Regions from separate parts of the Sus scrofa genome. Here regions 1 and 3 are each linked to region 2. The links are chromatin contacts, called in public HiChIP or PLAC-seq maps. All regions are on one chromosome and are shown on one strand. The core of a region is the stretch at or near the end of the contact, and the rest is flanking DNA. Distances in the headings are between cores, read along the strand shown. Region 1 holds the start of MARCKS (myristoylated alanine-rich C-kinase substrate). Region 2 has its middle 210 kb from the start of MARCKS. Region 3 has its middle 370 kb from the start of MARCKS.

Region 1 (4,261 bases), core at 559-3,058, 210 kb after region 2:
CTAAAAGTCTTCTGAGAATCGCCTGGATGGTGGCTTTGGATCAGCCCAGTTGGCTTTTCAAGTTGGAACTCCGCTAATACAAGGGATTCGCATCCAACGCGGCGACTGGGGTCTTGGGCCAGGCCAGCGGGCTCCCTTAAGGGTGATAACACGTTTGGCAAGATACACTTTTACGGAAACATCTTAACATCAGTTCTGGGGGATATGACTTCATGATTGAATGATGCATCTGAATAAGTGGACAGTGAGAAGACGAGGCTTCATGAAAAGATATGCAGCTTGATTTTCAAAGCAATAGTTGAACAAAGAGTTATTGGCTTGAACTAACCGTCTTTTTCACTCAGTGTGACCCATTTCCCTACAATGAGCTGAAAAATAAAACTGTTTTAGAATTCAGAGCCAGCACCAGGAGAAATGAACCATTACTTCGACTGCTTCTCACCTCCATAAGCAGAAGATAATTCATTTCAGGATCACTAAAGGTAGCCTGATTTGGACACAAGTGAAAACTTTGGGAGCAGAAATGTAGGTGATAGGAGAATGCTTATAAGTGTGTATCCTTGATTTTTAGCCCCACCCTCTCACCTTCTATTCTTTAAATCAGTGCTCTGTCTTTCACGCACAAACAGCTTCTGATACTTCGGTGGCAAGGGTTACAGATGGAGGTACCCTGGGTTCCTTAATAGAAGCTTCCTTTCTAACTCAAGTTAGGCTTGAAGCGTTCAGGGTTCTTCTTGCTATCTCTCAATGTGTAATTTCTCCTTAGAACTGTAATAGTCAATCCGGTTGTTCAGAGTTTCATCACTGCTGTCTCCCTGCCTTCCAGGAGCCCACTGGCTTGCATGCACACTTACGCACGTTCAGAAAAAAAAGAGTCCATCCCATCCTGGCAGTAGGCTGAAAAAAATTCATATCGACGCGAATTGCCTCTTAACTGTAAATATAGATTCGTACACTCTATGCTGTAGGATCTCATTTCACCCTAGAGAAAATTGTCATTTCACACAGCGATAAAATGTAAACCTTTTCGATCTTTTGTACATGGCCCTCACTTAATTTTGTTGGGGGGAGGGGGGAATCATTAATTGGATTGGGGCGGGGGAGAAGGTTGATGAGCGCCGTAGGCCAATCTTGAAATATTTTATTTCATGCCAATGTGGGATAGGGAAGGGAGTGTGGCTTCGGCTGCTTGCTGCTTTTGCATTTTCCACATCTGGCCTACAGACCTAATTCTAACTCGCGATCTCGTTTGATGAAATTCGATCTTCTTGGTTTAAATACCTTTCAATTTCGGGCGATTTCGCATTTGCAACCGTTAAAAAAAAAATGCTGTTGAGTATCTGTGAAGTCAATATGGAACACAGAGAAAGAAAACATGCTGCACACAAACCCCAACCATTGTCTTAAAAACTCGCATAGACACACATACACATAAACACACGGAAAGATGGGGGAGGGGAGAGGGTGGAAGGAGACAGACGCAGATACAGACAGAGGAGAGTCAAAGCAAGTCAAGTTAACGTTTTCTCCGCCCCCATCCACAAGTACTCCCCCTCCCGCGTTAATTAATTACAAACAAAGCAAACCAATCAAGTAATGCATTATTATTTTTAAGCCGAGGGAGGCGAGAGGCATGTATTTTTTAATTGATTTATTTATTTGGAGGACATTAATTCTCGGTATGAGGCTGATTTTCAAACCGTTTGCAAAGCGCGGCTCCATTGTTCGAGGCGAGCGCAGGCCCCGCCCCCTGCTTTGTGTGCAACGCGCGGATTGGCCGGCGTGCGCGGGGGCCGCGTCAGCGCCCGTGAGCCCATTCATCTGTGCACTTGGGCGTTGGACTCCGCATCTTATTAGCAACCAGGGAGATTTCTCCATTTTCCTCTTGTCTACAGTGCGGCTACAAATCTGGGATTTTTTTTATTACTTCTTTTTTTTTTAAACTACACTTGGGCTCCTTTTTTTGTGCTCGACTTTTCCACCCTTTTTCCCTCCCTCCTGCGCTGCTGCTTTTTGATCTCTTCGACTAAAATTTTTTTATCCGGAGTGTATTTAATCGACTCTGTTCTGTCCTCTTCACCACCCCCACTCCCCCCTCCCTCCGGTGTGTGTGTGCTGCTGCTGCCGCTGCCGCCGCCGCTGCTGCCGCTGCTGCTGCTCGCCCCGTCGTTACACCAACCCGAAGCTCTTTGTTCCCCCCTTGGATCTGTTGAGTTTCTTTGTTGAAGAAGCCAGCATGGGTGCCCAGTTCTCCAAGACCGCTTCGAAGGGAGAAGCCGCTGGGGAGAGGCCCGGGGAGGCGGCTGTGGCCTCGTCGCCTTCCAAAGCGAATGGGCAGGTAATTTCTACCTGTGGTTCTGGTCATTTCTTTGGTATCTTTCTCTAGTCCCTACGCTTCCCCTTCCTTCCTGGTCGTGCCTGAGGCGCATTAGGCGGAAAGGAGAGAGCCAGATTCCAATATGAAAGTTGAATGGAAAGCGATAGCCTAAATTGTAAATTTCTCATAGGTGGTGTCTCCCCCTGCCCCAAAGTGGTGGTTCCCAGAAAATCCTGGCGAATTCTCGTGTAGACGGGAGGAAAGAAGTGATAAATTGTCTAAAATGGCGTGTTTGGAGCTTGGCAGAACGTGACTAGCTAGGTGCTACCCCACACCCCCACCCCCAGGCAGGTTGCATTTCTGTTGGGTGGGCACAAAGGTGTTTGGGTGTCTCGTGTTTGTTGTCGAGACTGAGTCGCCTTCAGGATATCTGAACTGGTGTGGTTGTGTAAGTGGGTAGGGAAGTGGGGGGGCGCAATAGGGATGGCGGTGGAGAAAGCCTAGGAGGGAAGGGCTGTCTCATTGTATGCCGAGGCGGCGTGCCCTGGGTTCTTGGAAAGGTGACTGGCCGGTTGGCTGGCTGGAGGTGAACAGAAGGGTTTCACTACCTTTTGATGGGCTTTCCTACTGTTCTAAATCCCTGTTCGTAGCTGTCTAATTACACACACATCTGACTTTTAAGTGGATGGGAAGACTGGGTCCTTGAAGAACCTGTCCAGATGGTCAACAAGAGGCAATTCGTGTGTTTCAGTCAGGGCTATTGGTGTGCGTGGCGCCTGGACCACTGCAGGGGCTGCCCCGGCGCTGCCCAAACCTAGGCGGATGGCCACGGTTGGGTGGGCGCGAGAGGTCGGCCAAGGGTGGTTGCTTCACAAACACCGGGCACGCACCACGCCTCTTTTCCTAGAGCAGAGGCCGTGTTGCTTCGCTTGCCCTAACCTAATGGGGAAGGCGAGCTCTGCCAAGAGGCTCTGAACCCGTTAAAAATGCAAAATGAACAGCTGGGGCGCGCCACGGCTTCGCAAAATCCCGGGCGAAGGTGGGCGTGGAAGAAAGGCAAGACCTACGAAATAATGGGTTTCTCTCTGCCTTGTTTGTATCCCAACCAGGATGCCACCTGAGCTTTGTTTGCGGACTCTGGGCTGCGCGATCCCGGCTCGGGGGCGCCTCGGCCAGCGGGCAGGGCCCGACCCGGCAGGGCGGGGTGGCCGGCGGCCCCGCCCCTCGGCGCCCTCCTGCGCCTAGCTCTGAGCGGTGGAGGCGCAGCGCCCCCTGTCGACCCCAGGCCTTAGGCGGGCGAAGGGCGTTTGCGCGGGCAGCCTAGGCGCTTCTCGCAGAAACGCTGGGCTGCCCCCTGGGAGTTCTTGGTGCTTTGAAGCTGTCTTTAGAGTTTAGAGGGAAAGAGGGATGTGCAGTCTAGGCGCAGATCACCACCAGCTCTGGCTTCTGTGCCTTCTTCCAAAGGGCGTTTGGTGTATCATATTACATGGCTCCTTTATTCCAAAGCTCGTGAAGGAATGCTGGAATGGTTTACCCGTTGCTCTCCACGTTTTGGACTCGGGCCCTTTTTAGTCTTCTGGGCATTTTTTGAGTCGTCTAGGTTCCCGCTGTACCTTTAGGCACTTGAAATGGCACTGCCCCTACTTCCTCCAGGAACCCTAGTCTGGGCATCCGATCCCGCGTCCCCGTAAGGGAGAGGGCCTCCAAAGCTAGTCAGGCCCGTGAGAACACTGGTCCCTCCAGCTCCAGGGGCGGGGTCGGTAATGACGGCGCCCCGGCCACTTCAAGTGACGCTCCCGCTTTCTCTGCCCGCAGGAGAATGGCCACGTGAAAGTAAACGGCGACGCGTCTCCTGCGGCCGCCGAGCCCGGCGCCAAGGAGGAGCTGCAGGCCAACGGCAGCGCCCCGGCCGCTGACAAGGAGGAGCCCGCACCCGCCGGGAGC
Region 2 (4,123 bases), core at 776-3,275:
TTTCTTCATGGAATAGATAACTCTTTCAGGACATCCAAGAAAGGTCTCTACCATAGGATTAAGCAGAGATTTTCCACACCTTTAGAAGGACACTGGTAATATATTTATAAGGATATATATTGATAATATATGTAAAAGGCCTGGCCTCTGAGTCTCAACAAGAACAAGAATATTAATGGTAGTGATTTTTTTTTTCATTTTTTTCACTGTTTTTTTTTTTCCATACAAACCATCAACAAAACGCAGTTAATCAGAGAGAGAATTTTTTTTTCAGTCTTTTTAGGGCCACCCCCAAGGCATATGGAAGTTTCACAGGCTAGGGGTCTAATCAGAGCTGTAGCTGCTGGCCTACGCCACAGCAATGCCAGATCTGAGCCATGTCTGCAACCTACACCACAGCTCAAGGCAATGCCAGATCTTTAACCCACTGAACAAGGCCTGAGATAGAACCTGCATCCTCATGGATGCTAGTCAGCTTTGTTTCCACTAAGCCACAATGGGAAATCCAGTACAAATGTTTTCTTAGGTCAGTCTCCCAAGGCAACAGAAGAAAAAGCAAAAATAAACCAATTAGACCTAATCACACTGAAAAGCTTTTGCAGAGCAAAGGAAACCATAAGAAAAACAAAAAGACAGCCTATGGAATGGGAGAAAATACTTTCAAATGATGCAACTGACAAGAGCTTAATCTATAAATATATGAACAACTCATACAACTCAACAGCAAAAAAAATCAACAACCCAATTGAAAAATAGGCAAAAGACCTGAAGAGACCTTTTTCCAAAGAAGATATACAGGTGGCCAACAAGCCCTTGAAAAAATGCTCAACATCACTGATTATTAAAGAAATGCAAATCAAAACTACAATGAGGTACCATCTCACACCAGTCAGAATGGCCATCATTAACAAGTCAACAAATAGCAAATGCTGGAGAGGGTGTGGAGAAAAGGAAGCCCTCCTACACTGTTGGTGGGAATGTAAATTGGTACAACCATTATGGAAACCAATACAGAGGTTCCTCAGAAAACTAAATATAGAGCTACCCTACAACCCAGCAATCCCACTCTTGGACATATATCTGGACAAAACTTTCCTTGAAAAAGACACATGCACCTGCATGTTCATTGCAGCACTATTCACAATAGCCAAAACATGGAAACAATCTAAATGTCAACCAACACATAAATGGATTAAGAAGATGTGGTATATGTATACAATGGAATACTACTCAGCCATAAAAAGAACAAAATAATCCCATTTGCAGCAACGTGGATGGAACTAGAGACTCTCATATAAGTCAGAAAGAGAAACACAAATACCATATGATAGCATTTATACCTGGAATCTAATACGCAGCACAAATGAAACTTTCCACAGAAAAGAAACTCATGGACTTGGATTTGTGGTGGCCAAAGAGGAGGAGGAGCAAGTGGGATGGACTGGGAGTTTGGAGTTAATGCACACTATTGCATTTGGAGTGGAGAAGCAATGAGATCCTGCTGTAGAGCAAAAGGAACTATATCTAGTCACTTATGATGGGACATGATAGAGGATAATGTGAGAAAAAGAATCTATGTATATATGTATAACTGGGTCACTTTGCTAAATAGTAGAAATTGACAGAACACTAAATCAACTATAATGGAAAAAATTAAAATCATAAAATTAAAAAAAATTTTTTCCAGAAATTGTTAGGACAAGTTTTATTTATCCAGTATTATACTGCTATTTCTCCCTGAGAGTGTGAGGATGAGGACCCTGTCAGGCCCTGGGAAAGTCAGTTTTCTGACAAAGCTGAGTTTGTTCTCTGTCCCTACACATGTGCCTATTCATATAACCAATGTCTAGCTTTTCTTATCTTCCCCACCTTAAAGAGGTTCAGTGTCTATTTGTTACACAAAGTACATTTTAACCATCTTCTTTGCCTTATTAATACTCCCTGGCCCCAACTTCCTCTCACTTCAGAACCACCCATGATGAGGAAGGGTAAACAATGAGAATGACAAGCAGTTGTGATCTCTGAAAACAAAACAGAAAGCCCCATTTGCTTTACCTCATGTCGTAATTTCCCAAACATGTTCCTCTTGGCCAGCGTTAAGCCAGGCATTTTCTCCCTTGGAGGCTGAGCAATTTCTTACAAAACCACACTCTGTGGGTTTTCCCAGGTGTCTGTTATTTCCTGAGCAGTACATAATATCAGCCTCTTAATTTTTATAGTGCTGAAAGTTTGCAAAGTGCCTTCAGAAAGTCCTATCTCAACTCATTTGATCCTCAGAACAGCTCAATAGAGGTCAGGGCAACTATCATGATTTCCAGTTTATAAGTAACAGAAACTTCCATTTCTAGAGTTACATGACTGGCCTAACCTATGGTAAACCTTGACCTTGACCCTGAGATTCGAATCCAAGTCTTTTGACTTGATAAAGCAGGCAGTCTTTCACCAGGACTCCTGTTCTCTTACAGACATATCAGGGAACAGATGGAAATAAACAGCAGAGAGGCAGTGGCTTCCTTCTGCTCTTTAGTCTTGCCCACCCAAATCCTCTGCCACACTTGTAAAATGCACACGTGCCCACAGCTGACACAGTCAACTACATGTTCCCAAGCATAAATCTGGATCCTGCCTACCTCAGAAGCCTTCCCTTTATCCTCCACAAACACCCCACTTCTTGTAGTCTGTTCTTCATAGTTTCTAGCTCTGCCTAGACCTGCCTCTGCCTGCCTTTTCTGAGTAAGTTGTATTTGTCCTTAGAGACTCTGCTCGACCTTTGCCCAGGCTGGTCAAGATAGTCCTCTTCTGTGTCCAGCCTATTCCTCTCTTTATCACATTAATAAAATGTATGCTAATTTGTACATAACCCTCTCTAGGGTGTGAGTCCTTTGTGTTGTCTCATTTGCCTTGTGTCCTCTGTATTTAACACCGTGCTGGGAATTTCATCACTGAAAGATTCATAGAATTGGGATTTTTTTTTTTAAAGGAATGGTTTTATTAGCTAGGAAAAAAAGGTGAGCCTCTCAAGGTCTAGCTTCCCTATCTAAACTGACTTTGAGGGAATTAAGAGTTCAGGAGTAGAAGGAATGAACTGGGCAGGAGATGGGAGTGGACAGCAGAGAGAATAAGGCCTGTAAACTTTGGAAAGTCCTGCTGAGGATCCTGGGATTTGAGGTCCACCTTTGGGGACTTCAGTGGTGTGGAGGTGTCCCTTTCAACTCTCCCTTCCAGACCTGCCACAGGGATGGCTGACTGACAGCCTCCAACTGTCACACCTTTGGATCCAGATCACACTTCCCACGGTCTGCTCCCAGCCAATGACAGAGCCTGGTGGACGCAGTGGGCCCAGGCCACTTCTGCTAGACACAAGACTCCTCTCATGGGAAACTTGCTCAGGGAGCTCAGGGGTCCCCCACCCCCCGGCCTTGCTGAGACTTTCTCAGAACTACACTGTGGTCTGAGGCTTCTTTCAACCCAGTTCCCCTACCCCCCGACTCTCTCTTCACATATTTGCATCAAGGTATGGAAGCTCTTGGCCTACTCATGTTCCCTTCCTTTTTTCCTTCACAAAAGTGTTTCTCCGCCAAAATCTCTCATCCATCTAATCCCACCTTGACATCTGTTTTCAGAAGACCCAAACTGACAGAAATACTTAAAGATTTAAGTCTAAAATTTGAATTTTGAGGAGTTCCCATCGTGGCTCAGTGGTTAACAAATCCAATTAGGAACCATGAGGTTGTGGGTTCGATCCCTGGCCTTGCTCAGGAGGTTAAGGATCCAGCGTTGTCATGAGCTGTGGTGTAGGTCACAGACGTGGCTCGGATCCCGCGTTGCTATGGCTCTGGTGTAGGCCGGTGGCTACAGCTCCGATTCGACCCCTAGCCTGGGAACCTCCATGTGCCATGGGAGTGGCCCAAGAAATGGAAAAAAAATACATAAATAAAATAAAATAAAATTTGAATTTTGAAAATGCTGCTCTGGGAGTTTCCATTGTTGCTCAGCAGTAATGAACCCAACTAGTATCCATGAGGATGCCAGTTTGATCCCTGGCCTCACTCAGTGGGTTAAGGATCTGGCATTGCTGAGGCTCTGGCATAGGTTGGCAGCTGCAGTTCCAATTCAACCCCTA
Region 3 (4,506 bases), core at 376-2,875, 170 kb before region 2:
AAGTGCTCACAGGTGGCAAATGGAATGTGATCAAACCCCTGTGATCCTTCAGACTTGATTTTTCCATTGTTAGCTCTGTGGTAGCTATGCTGGCCTCCTTGCTGTTCCTGGAATATTGCTACACTCCACTTTTGCTCTCGGCATTTGTTATTCTGAAAGCCTAAAACACCCTATCTCCAGGTGTTCCCAGGCCACCTGACTAACTCCCTCACTACTAATTCTTTGCTCAGTTGTTACTTCCTTAGTGAGTTTTGTTTTAAATTGCAATCCTCCTACCCACGGCATCTCTAGTACCCCCTACTCTGATTTTTTGTTGTTTGTGGTGGTGGTGGTGTGGTGTTTTTAACATAAAGCTTATCACCTTCTAATCCACAGAATAATTTACATGTGTAGTTTTTCATTTTTTTTTAATGGCCACACCCATGGCATATGGAGTTCCTGTGCCAGGGACTGAATCCAGGCCACAGCTGTGACCTGAGCTGCAGCTATGGCAACGCTGGGTCCTTTTAGCCATTGCACTGTGCTGGGTATCAAACCCAAATTGCTGCAGCAACCCACGCTACTGACGTTGGATTTATTAACCCACTGCACCACAGTGGGAAATCCTCATGTTCATTTGTTTTTCTTTTTTTAAAAAAAAAATTATTTCTCTGGAGTTCCTGTTGTGGTGCAGTGGAAATGAATCCAACTAGGAACCATGAGGCTTCAGCTTCGATCCCTGCCCTCATTCAGTGAGTTAAGGATCCAGCATGCTGTGAGCTGTTGTGTGGGTCACAGATGTGGCTCAGATCTGATGTTGCTGTGGCTGTGGTGTAGGCTGGCAGCTGTAGCTCCAGTTAGACCCCTAGCCTGGGAATCTTCATATGCTGAGAGTGTGGCCCTAAAAAGCAAAAGAAAAAAAAAAAAAAAAACTCTCTTTGCACAAAAAGTTAAACTCTACAAAAGCAAGAATCTTTGATATTCCGGGGGCTTAGACCAATGTTTTAACAGTTATGAAAAATACTTTCCTCCGTGCTTAATGTAATGGATATCAGGGCAGGGCTACTGATAACTGAGCAATTGGTTTGGGTGAAGGATAAACATAACAACCGGGGGTAACTCTTTATGCCTTTTCTAATAAATAGCTTTTCAGAAGGTAAAATAGAAATGAGTATTACAATGAAATGGTAGAGCAGCTACAAAGTGACAGAACCCAGTATTTCAGCAGAATCTCTCTGATCTGCAAGTAAACAAAAACCCAATTGAATCAGCTTAAGCCAAAAGTCCATTTATCAACTGTATAAGTGAAAACTTCAGGAGCAGATGTGGAAACAGCGTGACTGGATCCAGGTACTCTAGCTGAGCCACCAGGGATCAGTCACACTTCTCCACATGACTTTTTCTTCTATGTCGGCTTCATTCTGAGGCAGGCTGTCCCCAACAGCTGGAGAATCTGGCTGCCAGCAGCAGCAGCTGACACCCTGCCCATGAGGACCCTGGAAGGGAAAGTAGTTCTTTCCCAGTGGTTCCAACAGAGTTCCCTGATTGATTCTCCCTGGCCTGGCTGAGCCCCTGCCCTCCTCAAACCAGACACTCATCTTCAATTGTCCCAGCTTGGGTGCTTCCCTGGTCCTAAGACCAGGGACTGGGGTGAGCCCATTCCAACCAGAGAGAGTGAAGTGAGAGCTTTTGCAAGGACGAGCCAAGGGCTTTGACCAAAAGAAGGAAGAAGGGTCACGGGGCTGGCCCTTATGAAATACCTGGGGTTCAGAGGAAGGTTAACAGCAAGTCTAAGTAAAGTGATAGGAAATGAGGCTGGAAAATTAGGTTGAAGTCTCAGCATGGAGAGAGTTTTTTTTAATTCCTAATGAGGAAAGTACTGAATGAGGTCTCAGGAGACCTGAGTTATATTCTCAAATCTTTCCAGAACTATCTATGTGACCTTGCTATGTAACTTAATATCTATATACATGTGCCCTCAACTGTGGAATGATAAATTACGCTAAAATAATCTCCATCTTTCCCATCAACTCTGTCTGCTGACAGTTCCAATGGGACAAACTAGACATTGCAGCCAGCTAAGGTCTATGTACCACAGACCTACCTCGCATCACATGAGGGAAGGAAGAGGGAAGTACCTGCTCCCTTCTCTCCCACCACAGGCTAGGGACACACTTTCGAACTCATACCCAGGACAGGGGCATTCTGACAGATGTCAAATTTAAATCCAGGCAGAGAGAACTGGGTTTTGCCAGGGCTTCCCAAACCTGACTATGAGTCAGCATTACCTGAAGAGCTCATAAAAAATATTGATGCCTGGGCCCACCCTTACAGTACTGAATTAGACTCCTAAATTTGCATTTTTGGAATTTCCCTTGTTTTGACTTCCTCCTACTCTCCAGCCTTGGATGTGGCAGTGTGCTTGAGGTCACTATTACTTAATGCTAAAAAATAATCTTATGTATCTGCACACAAAGACAGATCTTGTTTTGGGAACATGTACCCAAAAAAACAGTCTGTGATGCTTGACGATAAAATGGGAGGAAAAGGAAACACCAAGTTCACTAATCCATTTGAGTGTTTTATGCAGAAGAGACGCTTCTCTTTTGACAGGAATTGTGGTTTTCATAATATATACAAGACATAGGCTTTTTATTCTGCCAGTTTTAGAGAACTAGTCATAACTTTGCAATTTTCACATAATGTCCAAGTCACAATAAGAATGAAAGCAACTTCACATTCTTTAGTCATTGATTTTTTTCAACTCATCTCCAGAATTTTTTTAAAAAGTGATGATGTTAAGTAACTCTACATCAATCATACCTAGTACATCCACTCCTTTTGTGATGAATTTTTGACTACATTGGATTTGATCAAGTTCTTAAGTTTTTGCATCTATCAATCAGCTCATCTTAATTTTTCTCAAAATATTTTTGATTCATTGAGCCAATATTTTGGTTTTTAAAAGATTATCCATTCAGATGTGATCAAACCAGCCACACAAAAAGCCTGACTCCCAAGGAAATGACATCTCAGTGCAGATATGTTTGCCTTGAATAGGTTGTTCACACAGACCAAGAAGCTGGAATGACAGAATGCACTCTGAGTTTGTCAGCAAACAATTAACTTCGGCGTGATGCATGTTCCTGGACCATAGGAAGGGAGTTCTGAGAAAGCTGAAGTGACATGTAAATACAATACTTCCTTCCCACTAACATAAGAAAATAAGCAGGCACACACACACACATATACACATATACACACAAAGTGCATTTAGGACCCATATGTGACACATCCTGAGAGGAGTTCAAGCAAATGGCTCAGTACAATGGGAACAATGCAAACATCAATACACTCCAACTTTTCTATAGGAGCAAAGCTTGAAGAAATATATTCTCCCTTTACACTGAAGAATAAAGGACTCTTTAATAGGGTGCTCTCCTTGCCAGGGAATTGTTTTTTCTTTTGCTTTTTAGGGTGGCACCTGTGGCATATGGAAGTTCCCAGGCTAGGGGCTGAATCAGAGCTACAGCTGCCAGCCTACGTCACACCCATAGCAATGCAGGATCCAAGCTGCATCTTTGACCTACACCACAGCTCACAGCAACACCATATCCTTAACTCACTGAGCAAGGCCAAGGAGAAAACCTGCATCCTCATGGATACTAGTTGGGTTCTTAAACCACTAAGCCACAACAGGAGCTCCTGCCAGGGCTATTTTTGAAATGGAAAGAATTGATATCTCAAGTCATCAAATTGTTCATTCATCAATGTATGAAATATTTATTTAGCCCCTTCTCTGTCTAGACAGGATGCCAGGGAGATTTTTAGTATCTTCCACATAAACTAAGATTGACACTACTCTAGTTTTTGAGTAGTTTTCCTGAGACCATGAAGCTACCACAGCCCTCCACATTAAAGAAGGCCTCAGACCATCAAACTTATCAGGACCCAGAGAAGATATACATCTCCTACCTGCATTCACAGGGCACCCCCTCTATGGCCCATCCTGCCCTCATTCCCTATTCATGGAAAGGCACATAAGACTCAGACCCCAACTCCAAGAACTCATCCAAAGTGAAGTAGAGAGATGTGTAAGAAATCCTAAGCTTGTGGCAAAAGCAACAATAATTGCAAGTGAAGTGTGTGAAGGCACCAAGGAGGGTAGCCAGCTCCATCCCTCAAGGCATCAAGGGCACTAAAAGGGATGGGAAGAGGAGGGAAGAAAGAGCGCAAGCAGAGGGAGATGCTGGAACTGGTGCAACCCCCAGCATGGCCAGGTTGGTGGAGTGGCTCCCATGGCTTAAGAGAAAATGAATATGAGGAAAGGGGTAAAGAGGGTGAAGCAGAACATTAGAGAGAAGCACGTGGTAAAAAACAAGGCTGGGCCAGCTAAGGAAGGGTTTCATTTGCTTGAGGAAGGCTTTTTCACTTGCCAGTTGAAAGCTAGAGTGGTCCAGTGGGACAGCCTTTAGAAACAACCCTCCTGTATTAAAGTGAAAGTGATGAAGATGATAAATCTGAAGC

The links. HiChIP or PLAC-seq counts read pairs in DNA pulled down with a chosen protein or histone mark.
Region 1: an H3K27ac HiChIP or PLAC-seq map of alveolar macrophages shows a contact between it and region 2. The contact joins the promoter of MARCKS here to the enhancer-like site in region 2. A contact is called at or near these places in 1 of 5 promoter capture datasets (fetal liver), 4 of 47 Hi-C or Micro-C datasets (embryonic fibroblasts, fetal liver and fibroblasts) and 2 of 2 datasets of contacts at active chromatin or transcription factors (alveolar macrophages and skeletal muscle).
Region 3: a contact with region 2 is called in an H3K27ac HiChIP or PLAC-seq map of alveolar macrophages. The contact joins two enhancer-like sites. A contact is called at or near these places in 2 of 47 Hi-C or Micro-C datasets (both in liver) and 1 of 2 datasets of contacts at active chromatin or transcription factors (alveolar macrophages).

Annotation. Positions count from the first base shown.
Region 1 is chr1:79,787,988-79,792,248 of Sscrofa11.1, forward strand. It overlaps MARCKS (myristoylated alanine-rich C-kinase substrate), which reads left to right and starts at 1,809. Exons shown (of 2, transcript XM_021091501.1): 1 at 1,809-2,338; 2 at 4,133-4,261. The coding sequence starts at 2,237.
Region 2 is chr1:79,582,061-79,586,183 of Sscrofa11.1, forward strand. No RefSeq gene overlaps it. Among named protein-coding and RNA genes, the nearest start is that of MARCKS, 210 kb to the right of the region's middle. Within about 2 kb of position 2,026, at least 19 of the 83 cell types and tissues checked have an H3K27ac peak or open chromatin away from gene starts, as enhancers often do. A contact at or near this core is called in alveolar macrophages and fetal liver, where this site is marked.
Region 3 is chr1:79,412,851-79,417,356 of Sscrofa11.1, forward strand. No RefSeq gene overlaps it. Among named protein-coding and RNA genes, the nearest start is that of MARCKS, 370 kb to the right of the region's middle. Within about 2 kb of position 1,626, at least 6 of the 83 cell types and tissues checked have an H3K27ac peak or open chromatin away from gene starts, as enhancers often do. A contact at or near this core is called in alveolar macrophages, where this site is marked.